2 separate regions of the Sus scrofa genome follow, and region 1 is linked to region 2. The links are chromatin contacts, called in public HiChIP or PLAC-seq maps. All regions are on one chromosome and are shown on one strand. Each heading gives the region's core, a stretch centred on a gene start, on an enhancer-like site or on the middle of the called end of the contact. The rest is flanking DNA. Distances are from core to core; before and after follow the strand shown.

Region 1 (6,593 bases), core at 3,997-6,496, 120 kb after region 2:
GAGAAGTCCTGCTTGCTGGTCCCAGTTGTGAAAGACGCTTTCTTTCCTGCAGCCTTCCTGCTGGAGAGAAAGAGCCGTTTTGACTTTTTCCTCTTAGAGAAAGAGGGGCAGCCCCTCTGGTCTCATTTCTTTTGGCACAGCAGGAGGGCAACATGGGCATGGCATTCAGCGGGAAGTGGTGGCAGGAGAAGAGTCTGGTTTGATGTGGGTGACCCATAATCATGCAACCTTCATGTTTTTTTGTTGGTAAAATTAGACAAAATTCACACCATAGTTGCAGAATATTATATCATTAAAGTCTAGGCAACAAAGTAATGACTTCAATGCACGTTGAAAACAAACGCAGTATTTACCACGTTCCTCGCTGCCAAGTCCACAAAGCAAGATATAGTTTAGTGGTTTCCAATCTTGTTGCATATTAGAATCACTTGGAGATTGTTTTTTAAAAAACTCTGTTGTCTGGCTAACACCTGCAGATATTCTAATCTCATTGATCTTGGGTGCTGCTTGGGCATGTGTCTTTTGTATGCTAGAACTGTGCTGTCTAGTTAGTGGTAGCCACTAGCTATGTGTACCTGTTAAATTTAATTAAACTTTTTTTTTTTAAATTTGACTACTCACAGATCAAGTGCTCAATAAATGGCTACATGTGGAATAGTGCAGAATAGAGCATTTCTTTTTTCTTTGTTTTTTTTTGTTTGTTTGTTTGTTTGTTTTTAGGGCTGCACTCATGGCATGTTCCCAGGCTAAGGTCGAATCAGAGCTACAGCTACCCGTCTAGGCCACATCCACAGCAATTCAGGATCAGAGCTGCGTCTGTGACCCACTGAACAAGGCCAGTGATTGAACCCACATCCTCATGGATACTAGTGGGATTCGTTTGCACTGTGCCACAATGGGAACTCCAAGAATAGAGCATTTGTGTGATCACAGAAAGTTCTGCTGGGCCAAGGCTGTGCTAAAAGACAGTGGAGTGGCATGTAGAAAACTTTGAGGAAAAACCTGTATAAACTAAGAATCTTAAATTGGTGAAACTATCCTTCACAGGGAAACAAAGTAGCATTTTTCATGCTTATAATAACTTAAAATCTATATCACTCAAGTGCTTTTCTTTTGGCCACAGCCATGGCATGCAGAAGTTCCTAGGCGGGGATCATATATGCGCCACAGCAGTGACAATACCAGATCCTCAGCCACTAGGCTACCAGGGAACTCCCTCTAGGTGCTTTTCTTGAAAGAATACTACTCTCGGTATACCCAGCCAGCTGAGAAGTTGGCAACTCAGGAGTCAGCTTCAGTGTTTGTTTAACCCTCTGTTTCCCAAAATAACCCAAGACATATAAAAGTAAGGGAAAGAGGATGCCCTTCATAGTCCAGATTTCATACTGTCAGAGTAATGCTTTCAACTTAGTGCCGAGCTGCTTCTGCCTCCACCACACAAAACAACTTTTATTTTAAGGACGCCAGTCTACTGAAACCACTTTTCTTGAAATCAACCCCCAGATCTACAGGTCACCAAATCCAAGTTTAATTCTTAGCCTTCTTTTTTTAAAAAAACCAATTTTGTTTATTTTGGCCCTGCCAAATGGTGTGTGGAAGTTCTCAGGCCATAGATCAAACCCACACCACAGTGTGTCTGTCAGTGCCAGATCCTTAGCCCACTGAGCCCCCAAAGAACTTGCTTAATTCTCAGCCTTCACTTAATTTTTCCTTCTCCCCCCTCCTCATGCAGCAGCTTGATGTCAGATTTCAATTCCCAGACCAGGAATTGAATCCAGGCAGTAGCAGTGAAAATACTGCATCCTAACCACTAGACCACCAGGGAACTTCCAAGCCTTGGCTTGATTTCTATGCACTTTTTGACACAATTTATCACTGCCTCCTTTTATTTTATTTTTTTTTTTATTTTTTTTGCTTTATAGGGCCAAACCCACAGCATATGGAGGTTCCCAAGCTAGGAGTCGAATCAGAGCTACAGCTGTCAGCCAATGCCAGAGCCACAGCAATACCAGATCTGAGCTGCATTTGCGACCTACACCACAGCTCACAGCAACACCAGAGTCTTAACCCACTGAGCGAGGCCAGGATTGAACCTGCAACCTCATGGTTCCTAGTCAGATTCGTTTCTGCTGAGTCACAGTGGGAACTCCATTGTCTCCTTTTAGAAAGACTGTCTTTGGTTCCAGAAATGGTCTTCCTCCCTCACCAGTAGTTCCTGTGTAGTCTCCTTTCCTAGCTGATCCCTCCTCTTCAGTTAATTGTGGGAGAGCCTGATGGCTCAGACCTTAGACCAAACCTACTATATATAATTGCTCAGTAGAAAATCACGTTTAGTTTTTAAATGCCTCCATTAGCTGATGATATCCTTAATTTATATCCCCTCTTCCTTCCCTACTTTGTCACATCTGTTTAGCTGCTGGGATAACATTTCTACTTGCATGTCTAGTTGAAATCAATACCAAAGGTGTGAAAATGGATTTTAGGGCTCCTTTTTTAACCCAAACCTGCTTTTTCCTGGTGTGTCTCTCCCCAATAAATGACACTGACTTTTCCATTGGACATAGTTGTAAAACCTTGGCATATGGAGGTTCCCAGGCTAGGGGTTGAATCGGAGCTACAGCCACTGGCCTACGCCAGAGCCACAGCAACTTGGGATCTGAGCCGTGTCTGCAACCTACACCACAGCTCACAGCAACCGCAGATCCTTAACCCACTCAGCAAGGCCAGGGATTGAACCCAAAACCTCATGGTTCCTAGTTGGATTCATTAACCACTGAGCCACGACGGGAACTCCCAGAATCACCTTTTGATACCTCAGCCAAGTTTGCAGTGCTGTCTTCAGAATGTGTTCTGAATCCATCCATTTCTCTATGGCTACCACTTGAGTTCAGGCCATAATCTCTTCAATAACTTATGAACCATTCTTCTCCTTTTTTTTTTTTTTTTTTTTCTATATTCACTCAACAGATAAGTGCTCTAAAACATAAAAACTTTACAGTGGCTTATCACTCCACAGTCCTACCATACGTAGCTTACAAGACAGTATGGTTCGGCCTCTGTTAAATGCTCCATCTTTTCTACCACCTTATTCTGCATTTGTCTTATCAAGTTTAGCAAACTCGTTTTTACCCTTAGGTCCTCTGGTTGAAATGCTTTCCAAGTTTGGATGACTAATTCCCTGCTCATTTAAGTTTCTACCTAAGTTAGCCCCTCAGAGGCTTTCTCTGACTGCTGTATTTCTGTGGTACTTAGCACTACTTGATACACTTTATATTTGTGAATCATTTGTTTATAATATGCCCCAGTCACTAGAATGTATGTTTCATGTGGGCAGGGTTATTTTTTTGCCTGTCCTATGAACTCCTATATCCCTAGCACCTGGAAATGCTGGCATGACCTTGAATGTCTGACATATATTAGATACTCAGTAAAATATTTGTTGAAGGAAAGACTCTTAAGAATTTGTCAAAGGAATGAGCAAAACAGCAAAAATGTGCAAGATTTGTTAAAAAAAAAAGATCAGTTGTCAGATAAACTTTTAGTTCAAGTAGGTGGACTAAAACGTTAATGTTTAATTCTCTTGTAGTGAGATACGTGAAAGAAGTTGCATCTTTGAAAACGGAACCATGAAAATAATTTGAAATTATTTGCAAAACATGATTACAGTTTTAAAAGTATAGTGGAAACAATGAATTGCAGTGTAAATACAATTGAAAACAAGGTCAGGAGATTATCAGCTCGAGCAAACTAACCAACCAGAAATGAAAAGGAAAGGATAGAAAAGGGAAAGATGAGCATATGCTGTGGGAGCGGCCCAAGAAATGCCAAAAAAAAAAAAAAAAAAAAAAATCATGGCCATAATAACCCTAATTTGTAAAGATTTTAGGCAGGTATTAATAGCCAGATACGCATTCTGGTTATAAAAATATTTTAATAAGGCTTGCATAGATGGAAAATCTTTATGTAGTTCCTTTTGTTTGTATAATCTCCACAAGAAATTATTTGTATTATGTTTTGATAAGGCAACTTAATGAGATGGTTTGCATTGTGGACTTAATTATGACTCAGTTAAGAGTTGGTGAACATCTAACAAAGATGGTAACTAGATTTAGAGTGATCAATTTAGAGCTCTTCTTTCTAATGTAAGTAACATACACCAAGGCTTGTTTTTTAAGATCACACTTGTATTAGCAACACTTGTATGTATTAGCAACTGTTTATCTTTCTGTTCTTTGTTGCAGGAGGGTATGGTTCCATTCCATTTTATCCAAACATGATATCAGATTATCCAGGAACAAGTTAAAAAGAAGGGAGACTGGTTCCAGAACACATCTCTGGAAATTACCTTATGGACCCTGACTCTCATGGCAACATTGCAATGTAGGTTCTGTGTGAGCATCAGTAGCCAGTGGTCTTTGTTGAGCTTATCTCAAGACATATTCCCCTTCACTGAGTCAGGGGTTGAGAAAAGGTTATAAAGGCCCTTAGCACTTACTTTGTTCTTGGAAATCATAGTATAATCCAGGTGATATTTTGATCAGTGAGACGGGATTACAGGATCCTATCCTCAACCAGTCATGCTTCAGTGTGAGGCCTCTTAAGTGTAACTGTAAAGAAGCAGCAAGCAAGGCAGCTGCAATACTTTGTTCCTAGTTTGGGCTTCAGCTTCAGGCTCCTGGGAGCTAAGCTGGATCATTTGGATAAGTTTTTGACCTAGGCTAGATTGATTTTTTACCTGAAGAGTCTAGACACAAATAAGAGTTAAATGCTTATTTCTGCTTTGTACAACAAAGCCCAAAACTCCAGCCCACATCTTCTGTTTACCAGTGTGCCTCCTGGGTGCCTCATTCAAAACTCATTTCTTTGCATTTATTGCTTGTTTATCCCTCAGAGCTGAGTTACTTTCTCAGGGTCATGCAGACAGAAGTGGCAATTTGACAGTAGGGAAATGACCAGTCTGACTTCTGGTTATTTCCTGCACAAGTTCCCTTCACATGTGTCCCCAAGAATGTGGTATAAGTATGCTTAAGATAAAGATCCCTCAGTGTTTGGAGGGGCTGCCTGAGTGGGGCTCCACTGAGCAGACATGAGCAGTCTCCTTCCCATTTGTACTTACACGTGCCCTGACCTGAGGGGATTGGAGGTGGCACTGGCCTGCACTAAGAGTACTGCATCAGCAGGAGTGAGCACAGCCGCCCTCCCTGCAGCCAGCCTTTCCAACTACAGTAATGTGCCCTAGTCAAGCCAAGTAGGAAGTGGGAGGAGTCTGGAAGGGAAAGAGGAAGAAACGATTGGAGCCTGCTCACACCAGGAGCAGGTGAGCAGGTCAAGTCTTATTCACTTTTGAGGAAAAAAGAAATGCCTAAAAGATTGGCACACATGTAACTTGCTCTTTAGGGTGCTGTAATAAAAAGGTTCTAAGTCTCGAACACACCAAATCTGTCGGAGGAGTGTCCTGACCTTTGGGGAAAAGTAACAAGAACTTTGAGCTCCCCCTAGAGGTGGGCAGTGATAAGCATCATAGTGATCTGTAGGGAAATAACTATACCTTACTTAGGCTTGCCTACCCTTTATTTAGAAACTAGCATTTTGTAACTGCATTATCCAGTATTTTCTTATACCTTTGTGAAGAAATTTGGGTGATTTATATTCTAATTAGCTATGTGGAGCCAATCATTAAGTTCACTGTTGGGCCATATAGGTTACATCCAATGAATAGAAGAGAAGACTGGAAATTGGTCATGTGTCCAAACAAGATAAACATGTTTCTTGATGAGAGCTCTAAGCTTAGTTGAAACAAACCATATCAAAATGAGAATTAATCTCTGTGCTATTACATTCCAGAGGTTTTTTTTCTTCTTTTATTCTTTTTTACGGCTGCACTGGAGGCATACGGAAGTTCCTGAGCTAGGGGTTGAATCAGAGCTGCAGCAGCACTGGATCTGAGCCACATCTGCAACCTGGGCCAGAACCTTAACCCACTGAGCCCAGCCAGGGATTGAACAATCCCTCATCCTCATGGATACTAATCAGGTTTGTTACTGCTGAGCCATAACAGGAATTCCTGTTATCAGTTTTTTTATTTTTTTTATCAGTTTTTTTAAATAAAAGTTTAGGTATTTGATTGGTTGTGTGGTGCTACCTCATTATTTTTTTTAAACCTTTGTCAGTTTCTGCTACTGTAATGCTAATGCTGTCATGTATCTGTTATCAGGTCTCCCTGTCTAAGCTGGTCACAAATTCCATAATGCTCTGATTGTTTTAATTGTTATACAAATAGGACTAAACATGATTTGTAACTTTTTTTTAAAAAAAATCAGCAACATAATGTAGATACCATTTTTTTCTCAATACAAATAGATGTTTTTTGTACTAAGCATGGGAAGTACATGTGGGCAAACTTTGGAAGGATATTATATATCCTATATCTAGTATATTCTATACTAGAATTCTCTCAGAAGTAGGACTAAGAGTGATGATGATTTTTTTTTTTACAAAGTAATTTGTGAGATTAAAAAATAAAATTAATTTTAGCTATAATCCCATTACTGAAATTGTTCTTGTAGGTATTATGGTGTATATAAAGACATCCA
Region 2 (6,904 bases), core at 4,018-6,517:
AACGACCTAAGTGTCCATCAATAGATGAATGGATTAAGAAGATGTAGTACATATACACAATGGAATACTACTCAGCCATAATAAAGAACAAAATAATGCCATTTGCAGCAACATGGATGCTATTAGAGATTCTCATATTAAGTGAGGTAAGTCAGAAAGAGAAAGAGGAATACCATATCATATTACTTATATGTGGAATCTAAAATATGGCACAAATCGGAGTTCCCGTTGTGGCGCAGGGGTTAACGAATCCGACTAGAAACCAGGAGGTTGCAGGTTCAATCCCTGGCCTTGCTCAGTGGGTTAAGGATCTGGCGTTGCTGTGAACTGTGGTGTAGGTCACAGATGCAGCTCGGATCTGGCGTTGCTGTGGCTATGGTGTAGGCAGGCGACTACAGCTCCAATTCGACCCCTAGCCTGGGAACCTCCATATGCCTCGGGAGCGGCCCTAGAAAAGGCAAAAAGACAGAAAAATAAAATAAAATAAAGCACAGATGAACATATCTACAGAACAGAAACAGAATCACAGACATGAAGGACAGACTTGCAGTTGCCAAAGGAGCGGGGGAGGAGGTGGGATGGACTGGGAGTTTGGGATTAGTAGATGCAAACTATTACAGTTAGAATGGGTAAACAATAAGGTCCTGGAGTTCCTGTTGTGGTGCAGCAGGAATGTATCCAACTAATATCCATGAGGATGTGGGTTCGATCCCTGGCCTTGCTCAGCGGATCAGGTATCGGCCAATGCCATGAGCTGTGGTGTAGGTTGCAGATGAGGCTCAGATCCAGTGTTGCTGTGGCTGCAGTGTGGGCTGGTAGCTGTAGCTCCGAATCAACCCCTAGCCTGAGAACTTCCATGTGCCAAGGACGTGGCCCTGAAAAGCAAAAAAACACAATAAGGTCTACTGTACAGCACAGGGAACTATATCCAGTCTCTTGGGATAGAACATAATAGAATATGAGAAAAAGAATATACATACATATATATATACATATATATATATGTATAATTGGGTCATTTTGCTGTGCAGAAAAAATTGACAGAACATTGTAAATCAACTGTAATGGAAAATTTAAAAATAAATAAATAAATAAATAAATAAATAAAATCTGGAATTACTGTTTTGGCTCAGCAGTAATGAACCAGACTAGTATCTATGAGGACTTGGGTTCCGTCCCTGGCCCTTCTCACTCAGTGGGTTAAGGATCTGGCATTGCTATGAGCTGTGGTGTAGGTGGCAGACAAGGCTCAGATTCCATGTTGCTGTGGCATAGGCTGGCAGCTGCAGCCCTGATTCAACCCCTAGCCAAGGAACTTCTTCCATATGCTGCGGGTTCGGCCCTAAAAAGACAAAAATATAAATAAAGCAAAATAAAATAAAATCCACCTGGATTTAAAATCCGGCACCACAGCTGACTAGCTGAGTGACCTTGGACAAAATGTTTCTAAGCCTATTTCCACATCTACATCAGGGAGAAAACTCCAGTACCTAGTTTAAAGGATTTGGGCTAAGTTAAAATGACGCATGTAAAACACATAACATTGAGCCTGGGACCTCAGTAAATACAAGCAACTTTTTTTTTATATTTTGACAATCTGCGATAAAGCAAAGAGAACCAGAGCTTGCTGAAGTAAGTTAAGTACTGAGCACTAAAGAGGCCTTTGGAAGGGAGTCTCAGCAGCCAAAACAAAATGCAGAGGCTTTGTTGAGATGGGAGATAATGTTAGCTAGATAAAATTGGTAAAGTGAGACCTGATTTTTAGTGTGTCTTCAACCCGCCCAAGGAAAGATCAAGCCCCTGTTATGGTAATGAGTGGGGAGTCCTCCGCAGCAATCTGTCCAGGCCCTGGAACGGGATCGGACTCCATCACATGGCCAGGCGGGTCCCACAGGAGGGAAGGGCAGGGCACGAAGTTGACTTGCCTCCCGAGCTCTGTAGGTGGCAGTGCGCGTGCAGCGATGAGGCGGGAGGAGGGTGTGGCCACCCCGGCTCCTCGCCGGGACGGAGACTGGTCTACACCCGGACCTGGAAAAACGGATCCCTACAACAATTCCAGATGCCTCCAGCCGCCCATCCAAAGGCCTCCCCTTCTCCTTCGGTCAGCCTGCTGCACTGGAAACAAAACTCAGATTTCTAGGGGCTTGATTGCAATTTAAAAAAATAAATACAGCGTGGAGAAACCTCCCCTGAGTTTGTAAAACACTCTTGCTCTCCAAAAGGATTCTTAGATTGTATTTTACTTTCAGTGATTCCAAGATCAACCTTTGGTCCAGAGAAAAGCGCTCTGCCGCTGAGAGATTTAAAAGGAAAGGTTACATGGCTTTTAAGGACTCCAGGTCAGGCTAATTCTTTCTCATTGGCATTCAAGCGGAAGTCACTGTTTGCTCACCCCACCCCCGACTCCAACACGATGACTTTAGGCTTCATGGTGACTTATATCGTCAGGGCACTCCATGAATTATCTCCTGGCACCTATGATATGCGGTTATTTCAGCAGCTGAGCAAGAGAGCTTCCGTCATGGCGTAGGGGAAGTGAATCTGACCAGGAACCATGAGGTTGAGGGTTTGATCCCTGGCTTCACCCAATGGCTAAACATCTGGCATTGATGTGAACTGTATCTTCTATTGGACCCCTAGCCTGGGAACCTCCATATGCCACGGGTGTGGTCCTAAAAAACAAAACAAAAAACAAAAGGCAGAGTGTCCTGGTCCTTCCACAAAACTAGGCTGTTGGCTAGTCTTGAGCATGGAGCATAGACTGTATAGTCCTGGGGTTCAAATTCCTTCTCTACCTTTTAGGAGAGTAAATGCTGAGCTTGGGGTTCTAAACTGAGCTGTAGCTGCCAGCCTACACCACAGCCACAGCAACACCAGATCTGAGCCGCATCTGCAATCTACACCCAGCTTGAGGCAATGCCGGATCTTTTAACCCACTGAGCGATGCCAGGGATTGCACCCACATCCTCGTGGATACTCGTTGTCAAGTTCACAACCCGGTGAGCCCCAATGGGAATGCCAGTGCTGAGCTCTTTTGAGTCACAACCTACAACATGGCCCTACCCCAAGGGTATAATAAGATTAGCAGTGCCAGGCCAAGCCTCTGAGAAGCTGAGGCCAAAGAAATAAAATCACTAACACCAATATCCTTATCTTTACTTAAAATCCTGATATTTTCATCTTTTTTTTTTTGCGTCAATTCTTATTTATTTATTTATTTATTTTGCTATTTCTTGGGCCGCTCCCACGGCATATGGAGGTTCCCAGGCTAGGGGTCGAATCAGAGCTGTAGCCACTGGCCTACACCAGAGCCACAGCAACGTGGGATCCGAGCCGCGTCTGCAACCTACATCACAGCTCACGGTAACGCCGGATCATTAACCCACTGAGCAAGGGCAGGGACAGAACCCGCAACCTCATGGTTCCTAGTCGGATTCGTTAACCACAGCGCCACGACGGGAACTCCAATTCTTATTTTTTTAGATATTCCACCAAAATGTGATTTATCTTGACTCCTGAGTTGGGGTGGGGTTTTTGGTATCCTGGTCAATGACCCTGATTTTAAAGCAATGTATGTAAACTTGACAAGCACGCTATAGACTTGCCAAAATATTTGCTGAAGGAAAGCATAGAGCACTGGGGGCGGAGTTTGGGGGCCAGGGGCTATAGGAACACACCATAAGCTGTATTGGACCTGACACAAGTCTCCTGTTTAAAATGCACAGCTTAGGAGTTCCTGTTGTGGCTCAGCAGTAACAACCAGACTAGTATCCATGAGGATGCAGGTTTGATGCCTGGCCCCGCTCAGTGGATTAAGGATCCTGCACTGAGGTGAGCTGTGGTGTAGGTAGCAAATGCCGATTTGATCCTGTGCTGCAGTGGTTGTGGTATAGGCTGGCATCTGCAGCTCCAATTTGATCCCTAGCCTAGGAACTTCCATATACCATGGGTGCAGCCCTAAAATGGCAAAAACAAACAAACAAAAACACACATGCAGCTTTCAGTTAGGTGTTAATTTCCCCATCTTCAGATGAAAACCAAGACTAAGGAATAGAGCATCTGTAGGGAAATAATGCTCCAAGGTGCTCCCCCAGTTTTCAGGCCCAACAGTCATGATGCTTCTGCTCTGAGTCATTTGAATTCTTCCTCCTGCTGCCCCTTTTCTGCAAACCCTTTTGCATCTGAGACGGCAGGCAGCTTGGCAGTGGGGCCGGCAGGCAGCAGCATGATCCTCTGGGTGAGTGCCCTGGGGCAGCCAGGGAACCCTTGCATGGGGTAACCACGAAATGAATGGTCCAGACCCCTCCAGAACCCCATCCTTCAGGCAGGAGACCCTGGTGTGTGGAGTGGTTCCCCTTTCCTTACAGCTCCCCTCCTGAACAGGGTGAATGCTCTGGTTCCACTGCTCGCATTGAGTAGGCAATGCCTGGGCATCCATTTTAGGACACCAAGCATTAGTTTGTAATTCAGAGTGCGGATTTGTTGTTTGGTTGTTTGTTTGGCTGCACCCACAGCATGTGGATGTTCTCAGGCCAAGGATCAAACCAGCATCCCAGCAGCAACCTGGCAATGCCGGATATTTAACCTGCTGCACTACAAGAGAATTCCCTTATTTTGCTTTTTTAATTGAATGAAAAATTCTTTAAATTTTGTAGTGCTTTACAATTTTCAAAAGTTTCACACACATATTTCATATAGTCCCATAAGAACTCCTTTTTCCCCCATCCCTGCATTGCCCTTCCCCCTTCCCTATCCCCACTGGCTGGCAACGGCTAGTTTGTTCTCTAGATTTGTGAGTCTGTTTCTTTTTTGTTTTATTCACTAGTTTGTTACATTTTTTATGCTTTTTCTTTTGGGGGGGCACACCTGAGGGGTATGGAAGTTGCCAGGCTAGGGGTCAAATCAGAGCTATAGCTGCTGGCTTATGCTACAGCCACAGCAACATGAGTCACGTCTGTGGTCTACACCACAGCTCACAGCAACACCGGAGCCCCAACACACTGTGACATACTGATGAAGCCAGGGATCAAACTTGCATCCTTATGGATACTAGTTGGATTCGTTTCCTCTGTACTACAACAGAAACTCCCTAGTTTGTTGTATTTTTTAAACCCTATGTAGGAGTGGTATCATACAGTATTTGTCTGACTTATTTGACTTAGCATATGCCCAGAGGGCAATTTTAACATGAGCTCTGTGCATGTATGTGTGTGGAGGGGACAGAGAGAATGAAACAACATGTGAGAAGAGCAGGAGTGTGTAGGTGGAGAAATTGTGGCCCAAGATGAAACACAGTAGCGTCATCACTTCTGTTTTCCTCAGTTTCAGATGTCAAGACATTAATGACAGTTTCTGTGTAGGGTGGGAGAAACACAGAAGGGAAAAACAGCTCTGTGTCTTCTCCAGAATGGAAGAGATGAGCGCCATGGCCATTTGCCTCCCTTAAACCTTCAGCCTCCCTTTTCTCCTTTGTGTTAGAATGCTGTTTTTCAGCTGAGCACCTTACTGCCCAGCTGAAAGCCTTAATTTTCCAAACTTTCTTGCAGAGGTGTGGCCCTGTGCCTTATTTCCCACTGAAGAGATGTGGAACTTAGGAAAGTCTTTTTAAAACGGAGAGGATGCTCTTGTCTTGTCACCATTCCTCCATCTTTCTGTCTGGAACATGGATGTGATGTCTGGAGCATTGTCAGCCACCATGGACCAGGAGGCCCCTTTACGGGGTGGAGTTGGAAAGGGTATACATCTCTGATGGCTTTGTGAAAGTGTCACAAGAGTGCTGGAACATCTAACTCTATTCTTTTACATGAAAAAGAAATGGCATCTTTAGAGTTCCCATCATGGCTCAGCAGTAATGAACCCGACTAGTATTCATGAGGATGCTTTTTCGATCCCTGGCCTTGCTCAGTGGGTTAAGGCTCTGGTGTTGCCTTGAACTGTGACATAGGTAGCAGACATGACTTGGATCCTATATGGCTGTGGCTGTGGTGCACGCTGGCAGCTGTAGCTCCAATTTGACCCTTAGCCTAGGAACTTCCATATGCCACAGGTACAGCCCTAGAAAGACCAAAAAAAAAAAAAAAAAAAAAAAAAAAAAAAGAGAGAAAGAAAGAAAAGAAATGCAGTTTTATCTTATCTAAGACTAAATTATGAGAGGAAGACTGTAAGGGATGTTTGTACTTTAGGCAGATGAACCTAATCCTAACCAATAAGAGAATTTATGTCAAAACAACATAATCCTATTCTGGTGGGAACTTTCTTTTCTCAATGTATGGGAAGAGACCAAGGCCAGAATGAGAAAAGTTGTGTGATGAGTCTCACCTTTCCTATGTTATGAAAATGTCACATCCATTCCAGAGGCCAGAACAATTGATCAAATGTGTATTTATTGTGCATAATTAATGTGCCAGGCCTAAGAGACGCCACCCAGGGAAATCTCCGCCTCTCGTTTCATAGTAACTTAATGAACCAAGTCAGAGCATCAACATTTCAGAAGCTCTCCCATTGCCTCCCCAGTCCTGCCCCAGAAGTGAAATTATCAGCTGTCACTGGCTCTGGTGGGAGGGTTAAGTCACATTAATACATGCCAAGCTTTCACATTCTCACTCTCTTTTACCCTTTATGCCAACCTGGAAATAGGTGTTATTGTCCTCAATTTATGCATGTGTAAACTGAAATGCATAGCGATGGACCTACTGGCTCCTTTTTTTTTTTTTTTTTTTTTTTTGCTTTTTAGGGCTGCATCTGTCACACATGGAGGTGCCTAGGCTAGGGGTCCAGTCGGAGCTACAGCTGCTGGCCTACGCCACAGCCACAGCAACACAGGATCTGAGCCACATCTGAGACCCACACCACAGCCCACAGCAATGCCCAATCCCCAACCCACTAAATGAGGCCAGGGATAGAA

The links. HiChIP or PLAC-seq counts read pairs in DNA pulled down with a chosen protein or histone mark.
Region 1: an H3K27ac HiChIP or PLAC-seq map of alveolar macrophages shows a contact between it and region 2. The contact joins two enhancer-like sites. A contact is called at or near these places in 2 of 5 promoter capture datasets (fetal liver and liver), 23 of 47 Hi-C or Micro-C datasets (alveolar macrophages, blood, embryonic fibroblasts and 11 more) and 2 of 2 datasets of contacts at active chromatin or transcription factors (alveolar macrophages and skeletal muscle).

The regions. Positions count from the first base shown.
Region 1 is chr14:10,229,670-10,236,262 of Sscrofa11.1, forward strand. The region is part of intron 2 of PPP2R2A (protein phosphatase 2 regulatory subunit Balpha); the gene reads left to right. Among named protein-coding and RNA genes, the nearest start is that of PPP2R2A, 38 kb to the left of the region's middle. Within about 2 kb of position 5,247, at least 31 of the 83 cell types and tissues checked have an H3K27ac peak or open chromatin away from gene starts, as enhancers often do. A contact at or near this core is called in alveolar macrophages, where this site is marked.
Region 2 is chr14:10,109,939-10,116,842 of Sscrofa11.1, forward strand. No RefSeq gene overlaps it. Among named protein-coding and RNA genes, the nearest start is that of PPP2R2A, 82 kb to the right of the region's middle. Within about 2 kb of position 5,268, at least 2 of the 83 cell types and tissues checked have an H3K27ac peak or open chromatin away from gene starts, as enhancers often do. A contact at or near this core is called in alveolar macrophages, where this site is marked.